Linked DNA regions of Sus scrofa: region 2 is linked to region 1. A link is a contact called in public Hi-C data. All regions are on one chromosome and are shown on one strand. The core of a region is the stretch at or near the end of the contact, and the rest is flanking DNA. Distances in the headings are between cores, read along the strand shown.

Region 1 (3,287 bases), core at 333-2,832:
CACAGCAATGCAGGATACGAGCCTTGTCTGCGACCTACACCACAGTTCACGGCAACACCAGATCCTTAACCCACTGAGCAAGGCCAGGGATTGAACCTGGGTCCTCATGGATACTAGTCAGTTCGTTAACCACTGAGCTCTTTCCAGCTTTTAAAACAGCCCCAACTGGCCACTGAGTTACCTTGGACCCAAGACCCCCAGCAGTTACCCTTGTGTAAGTATTGTTCCATTGTTTCTGATGCTGTTTGTCTGTTTCACCTCTGCCTCTGTGACTGTGTGTGTATATGTTTATTATCTCTTGCTTATTACTTTGGGGCTTAGCCCAGTCGGTGATGCTACCCACCCCAATCTCAGTCCAGTAAAGGATTGTCTAGAAGTAGCAAACCCCTGCCCATCCTTTCCTTTAGTCCAGAGGACCAGGATGTTTGTGTGTGGGCAGGGGGGCACTCAGATAAAACTATCCAAGAATGCAATGTCTCCCATGCCACCCACTATCCTGGGAATTTTGAGCACGTCTTTTGTCCCAGTCCCCACGCAGGGAAGAATCTTAGCAGGCAATACCAAGGTGGAAGCCAAGCAGTGCTGTCTGAAGTAGCCTCATTCTTCCTCCCCACTGACATTCCTGGGATCAAAGGGTCTTTATGGAGAGTGTGGATGGAGAAGGAGCAGTTTTGCTGTTAGGAGGGCTGCCCAGGGCCCTCTGAGGAATGACGGGACATCACTACCCATGTCTGTGGGGCAGAAAGTCTATGTGGGGTTGGGGAAGCTGGTTACTTTCCCTCTCAGGTCTCCATGTTGCTCCTCTTTCTGTGTGACTCTCTGAGTCAGTTTGTCTCAATCTCCACATCTCTCTTTTGGCTTCAGCCCCGCTCACCTGTCTTATTGGATCAAACAACAGCCTGACTGCGGGCCACCCTGCCTTCCAGGCTCCTTAGTTCCTGGCCTACTAGCCCAAGCCCCTCTTGCTTTGACAGCAGGGATAGGAGGGGAGGAGACGGGGATGAGGAAAACTTCCTGGTGACATCTTCCTTTCCTTTCCCATCGCTCAGGCCCTCAAGTGCATGCTAGGCCTCCCTTATCCTGGTCAGAATGAAACAGAGGAGGCACATGGGAAGAAATAAAGGGGTTGATGTAAAAAGAATAGAGAGGAGGAACAGAGGGTTGGGGGCAGAATAGGGGGGAGGTGCACCCAGGAGCAAGGTAGCCAGAGCCATAGGAGATGAGAAAGGAGGGAGAGAGGGTCACGCCAGCTCTGATAGCCCAGCCCAGCTCAGGTCCCCCGGGTTTCCTGTCTGTCTCTCCTCCCAGCTACTGGCCCTTCCTCTCCTGGTGAGATGTTTCCCCAGGGCTTCTCCACGCTAAGTGTGTGACCCCTCTTCTGTCCTGGTCTCGGGCGACTGTCCGTGGATCTCGCGTCTGGCTTTGGTCTCCAGCTCAGCCTCCCCGCCAGGCCCTCTCGGTGGGCGGTGCTCTCGGCACCCCTCCTCCTCCGAAGCCTATTGGTGGAGAGGTGTCGAGAAGGCGGTGTCTAGCAGGTCTCTGAGAGCTGGATTTGTGGTGGGGACCCCGAGGCGGGCCGAAGGCGGGTCCGGCCGGGAGGCGGGCGGGGCGGCTGGGGCCCGGCCCAGAGCTCCGGGCGGTCGCATTGTTTTCCTCCGCGGAGCCGCGGCAGGAGTGGGGTTTGCCACTGAGACCCGGAGCCCGTTGGACCTGACAGCGCCCGGGAGCCCAGATCTGAGCTCCATCCAATTCGGACGCTCATCACATCTCGCTAAAGCCCCCAACCACGGATTGCGAACTCGGCGCGGTGCGCGGCCGCTGCCCGCCCGCCGCGATCTCTATTCCGCTGACCCGGATCTCGGAGCAAGTACCCCAGAGCAGGGCTGGGAGGCGGGGAGGGTCGGGGCGCCGAAGGCTGGGAGCAAGGTTCCGAAGTGCTAGAGGGACCTGGGAGGGTGCCATCGTGCTATGTGCCTGATAACGGAGAGGGTCAGCGGAGTTGGGGTGTGCAGCGGGAAGAGGGGCCGTGGCCGAACCTCGTCACGGTACTGTTGGACACAGGGTCTGGGAGCCTCTTCCAACCTGGCTTCTTCGAGTCACATCCCTCGGATTGGGGAGCGCGAAAAGGGATTGTTTGAGGCGCGCACTGCACAGAGGGTGGAAAAACCTGGTCCCTTGCCTCCCCAGCAGGGAAATTAAGGCTTCGAGACCCGCGGAGAACCGGACCCTCTCGTTGCCCTTACAGGGATGGGAAGGGAGATGCATCGTTCCAGACTTTGGTATTACGGCTGCACCTCTGTCCCTGTGCAAGCGGGAGTCTGAGCACCTCCCAGGGGATTGGCTTGAGCACAGAGTCGGGAATGAGGTCCCCAAGAAACATCAGTCCTAGTGCCTATCTCCTTCTTTCACCTCACTCGCCCTGGGGCTTTGTTAGATCGAGGTCTTCCAAGAAGGAGACCAGCTGCCGACTGCATCTCGAGCCCAAGGACCCCGCTCAGCGCTGGCCCCAGGCCCGCCTTCATCGGTTCCAAGCTTCTGGCCCTGTTTCCCTGGCCTCGGAGACCCGCCTCTGTTCCCCAACCCCCGCTTCCATTCGGTCTGCGCCTGCAGGCCCCTCCAGCCCCTCCTCCCGCTAACGTGGCTCTGGGACCCGGTCCCGGCCCAGACTCTGCTACCCGCCCCTCTTGGAGCCCCAGATCCAGTGAGGGGGAGACACGTCGAGCCCCTGGCCTCAGGCCCACCTCAGGCGAGGCTCAAGACACCTGGATTATCCTTGTTGGGGGCTGGGTGGGAGAAAGGGTAGGTAGGGAGCCTGGGGCTGAAAGCTAAGAGTGGGGGGGACTGTCTTGGAGAAAGGAAAGCTCCTGTTCAGCGAGGCTCCTTGGTGCGTCCCCTCAACCCTCCAAAGGAAGGTGGATTGGGGCGTGCAACCAGCCTGAGGGCTTCCTGCTATTGTCCGCAGCCGGGTCTCCCCTTCTCCATCCCTTCCCCAGCCCCTGATAGAATCTGGCCTTGACCTGGGCCACTCCCCAGAGGTGGCTCTGCAGGGCCAAGAGGAGAGAAAAGGGCTGTTTCCTCTTCCAAGCAAAGGGAGAACCTGGGAGAGGGAGGAAGAGCTGGCCAGGTCTCCCCCATTTGGAGCAAATGGGGGTTATGAAGCAGCTGGGATTGGTCCCTGCAGGGTAAGCCTTTGCCCAGGCCAGGGGTAGGATGGGGGCAGCTCAGATGCTGCTCCCTAGAATCAGCTATGGGAAACCCTCTTAAAGATACATCACAGTTAAGTCTAG
Region 2 (3,287 bases), core at 413-2,912, 37 kb after region 1:
TGGGCATGTGGAAGTTCCTGGGCCAGGGACTGAGCCTGTCCCACAGCAGTGACCCAAGCCACAGCAGTGACAATGCTCAGTTCTGAACCCACTGAGTCACCAGGGAACTGCAAGAATACTTTTCTGATATGATTAATCTACTTAATTTAACTGGTTTATAAATTTAAATTTCAAAAGATTTTTCCATTAAAAAGATGGATTACCTGTATGATACCCTTTATAGCTACAAACTGGGTTTTTTTTTCCCCCTTTTTAGGGCTGCACCCTTGGCACAGGAAGTTCCCAGGTTAGAGGTCGAATTGGAGCTGCATCTGCTGGCAGCCTATGCCACAGTCACAGCAATGCCAGATCCAATCCTCATCTGTGACTTACATGACAGCTCTCAGCAATGCCGGATCCTTAACCCACTGTGTGAGGCCAGAGATTGAACCCGTGTCCTCATGGACACTAGTTGGGTTCATTACAGCTGAGCCATGATTGGCACGCCCCTATTTTATTCTAATTCTCTCATAAAATACTCAGGGAACCATGGAACTCCCATTGTGGCACAGCAGAAATATACATATACACTCAGGGAACCAAACAGTCTGAGTGGAACATAGTGCTTGACCTCTAGAAAGGAGACTGTATGTATCTATTGACTACAAAAGAGCAATATTCAAAACTACAGCTTATACCCTCATTTTCCTATTTTCATGTTTTTCTTATCACTGAGACTATCCTACCAAATGCTGACATAGGAACACACAAATGAAATAAATAAGGAGAGTTCCCGTCGTCGCTCAGTGGTTAACAAATCCAACTAGGAACCATGAGGTTGTGGGTTCGATCCCTGGCCTTGCTCAGTGGGTTAAGGATCCGGCATTGCCGTGAGCTGTGGTGTAGGTTGCAGACTCGGCTCGGATCCCATGTTGCTGTGGCTCTGGTGTAGGCTGGCAGCTATAGCTCCAATTCGACCCCTAGCCTGGGAACCTCCATATGTCGCGGGAACGGCCCAAGAAATAGCAAAAAGACAAAAACAAAAAAAAAACAAAAACAAAAAAACAAAAAAAAACCTCCCAAAAAACAAGGAATAGCAATTTTTAGGGTTTTTAATTTTTTTTTATCTTTTTAGGGCAGCACCCATGACATATGGAGGTTCCCAGGCTAAGGGGTCCAATCAGAGCTGTAGCTGCTGGCCTACACCTACACCACAGCCACAGCAACGCCAGATCCGAGCCGTGTCTGTGATCAACACCACAGCTCACAGCAACACCAGATCCTTAACCCACTGAGCGAGGCCAGGGATTGAACCCCCAACCTCATGGTTCCTAGCCAGATTAATTGCTACTTTGCCAAGACAGGAACTCCAGGAACAAGCAATTTTTAGATATATCCTTCATGGAGGTTGGAATATATGTGACAATGTCAATGTCACTAGTAATAAATAAAACAACGCTGTTAATATTTTACCACAGTTAAACACCCCCCCACACACACACAATAAGGCTTTTTTTTTTTTTTTTTTGGCTTTTTAGGGCCGCACCTGAGGCATATGGAGGTTCTAAGGCTAGGGGTCCAATTGGAGCTACAACTGCTAGCCTACACCACAGCCACAGCAATTCAGGATCCGAGCCTCATCTGCAACATACACAACTCACGGCAACGTCAGATCCTTAACCCACTGAGCAAGGCCAGGGATCAAACCTGCAACCTCATGGTTCCTAGTCAGATTCATTTCTACTTCACCTTCGAGGGAACTCCACAATAAGGCTATTAATTAAAGTTCAAGTAAGACAAACATCAGGTAGGCCACCAAGCTAAAGAAGAATACCTGGGTAGAACTGCTTCATTAGAAAGGCATTATCTGCTTTTAAGCATGATTCCAACCGAAGTGTACTTTCCCTTTGAGTCAAACATAAATGACTCACCCAACTTCCCCTCAACAGTAAAATTAAGAAAGAACACTTGTGAAATATTAGATGTAGTATTCTGACACACGCAGTTCAAACTGAATAGAGACAATGCAAATTACCTCTTTAGACTTATCCCAGGGAGTTCTAGGAAAAGTATTTTATTGTTCAATGTTAATTGCTTGGGGAGTGGGGGGGTGCACTGAGGGTTTGGGATGGAAATGCTATAAAATTTGGTTGTGATGATCATTATACAACTATAAAATGTAACAAAATTCATTGAGGAATTAAAAAAATAATGTTAATTGCTTCATTCTCCTTAATATAAGACCCTGTATCTAACAAACTAAAATGTGCACGGTTGCTGTTGCTTTTGGAAGGGAAATGGCATTGTTAGTGACAACTTGTTACTTGTTCAAAATGGGGGTTATATAAATAAGATTTTTAGACTAGGATTTAGGGGAGTGTGCTATGATCAGCTATGCAACCTCAATAAGTTAGTGAAAACTAAATCCAGAAAAATAGAGTAACTTGCCCAAGGTCGTATAGCTAGTAAATATAAGAACCCAGATGAGAACCTATTTCATTGGATAGCAAAGCCTCTACTATTTATGAATCAACACAAAACAATTTATTTATTTACTATTATTATTATTTTTAGGGGCGCACTCACAGCATATGGAGGTTCCCAGCCTAGGGGTCAAACTGGAGCTACCACTATAGGCTTATGTCACAGCCACAGCAACACAGGATCTAAGCTGCGTCTTCGACCTATACCACAGCTCAGGGCGACGCCAGATCCTTAACCCACTGAGGCCAGGGATCAAATCCACAACCTCATGGTTCCTAGTCAGATTTGTTTCCACTGAGCCACGACGGGAACTCCAACACAAAACAATTTATATTTGACTTTAGCGTACATCTTAGGATTCTGCAGAAAGAGGAAATTTATCTTCATAACGTTGTTTTGCCCTGATTCATGTTTAAATTAGCGTGCCTTCCAAAATCATTGCAGTTTGATAGTGACACTGATGATGAGGAATATCTTTAGTCACAAATGGGAAACTGAAAGCAAACTTTGTAATCTGGATTTTGGTATCAAAAATATTCATCAAGGAGCTCCCATCATGGTGCAGCAGAAACAAATCTGACTAGGAACCATGAGGTTGCAGGTTCGATCCCTGGCCTTGCTCAGTGGGTTAAGGATCCGGCGTTGCCGTGAGCTGTGGTGTAGTTTGCAGGCGCGGCTCAGATCTGGCATTGCTGTGGCTGTGGCATAGGCCATCAGCTGTAGTTCCAATTCAACCCCTAGCCTGGGAACTTCTACATGGCATCAGTGTGGCCCTAAAAACATTAAAAAAATATATATAAAAAACTTAATCCAGTTGAACAACA

Evidence for each region. Hi-C and Micro-C count contacts between places; a contact is called where the count stands out from the background.
Region 2: a contact with region 1 is called in a Hi-C map of alveolar macrophages, with 1.6 times the contacts expected there. The contact joins the enhancer-like site here to the promoter of SEMA6C in region 1. A contact is called at or near these places in 1 of 5 promoter capture datasets (liver), 25 of 47 Hi-C or Micro-C datasets (adipose tissue, alveolar macrophages, brain and 15 more) and 2 of 2 datasets of contacts at active chromatin or transcription factors (alveolar macrophages and skeletal muscle).

Annotation. Positions count from the first base shown.
Region 1 is chr4:98,105,734-98,109,020 of Sscrofa11.1, forward strand. It overlaps SEMA6C (semaphorin-6C), which reads left to right and starts at 1,583. Exons shown (of 20, transcript XM_021089883.1): 1 at 1,583-1,863.
Region 2 is chr4:98,142,694-98,145,980 of Sscrofa11.1, forward strand. All of the region lies in intron 5 of GABPB2 (GA-binding protein subunit beta-2), which reads right to left. Among named protein-coding and RNA genes, the nearest start is that of GABPB2, 20 kb to the right of the region's middle. Within about 2 kb of position 1,663, at least 2 of the 83 cell types and tissues checked have an H3K27ac peak or open chromatin away from gene starts, as enhancers often do. A contact at or near this core is called in alveolar macrophages, where this site is marked.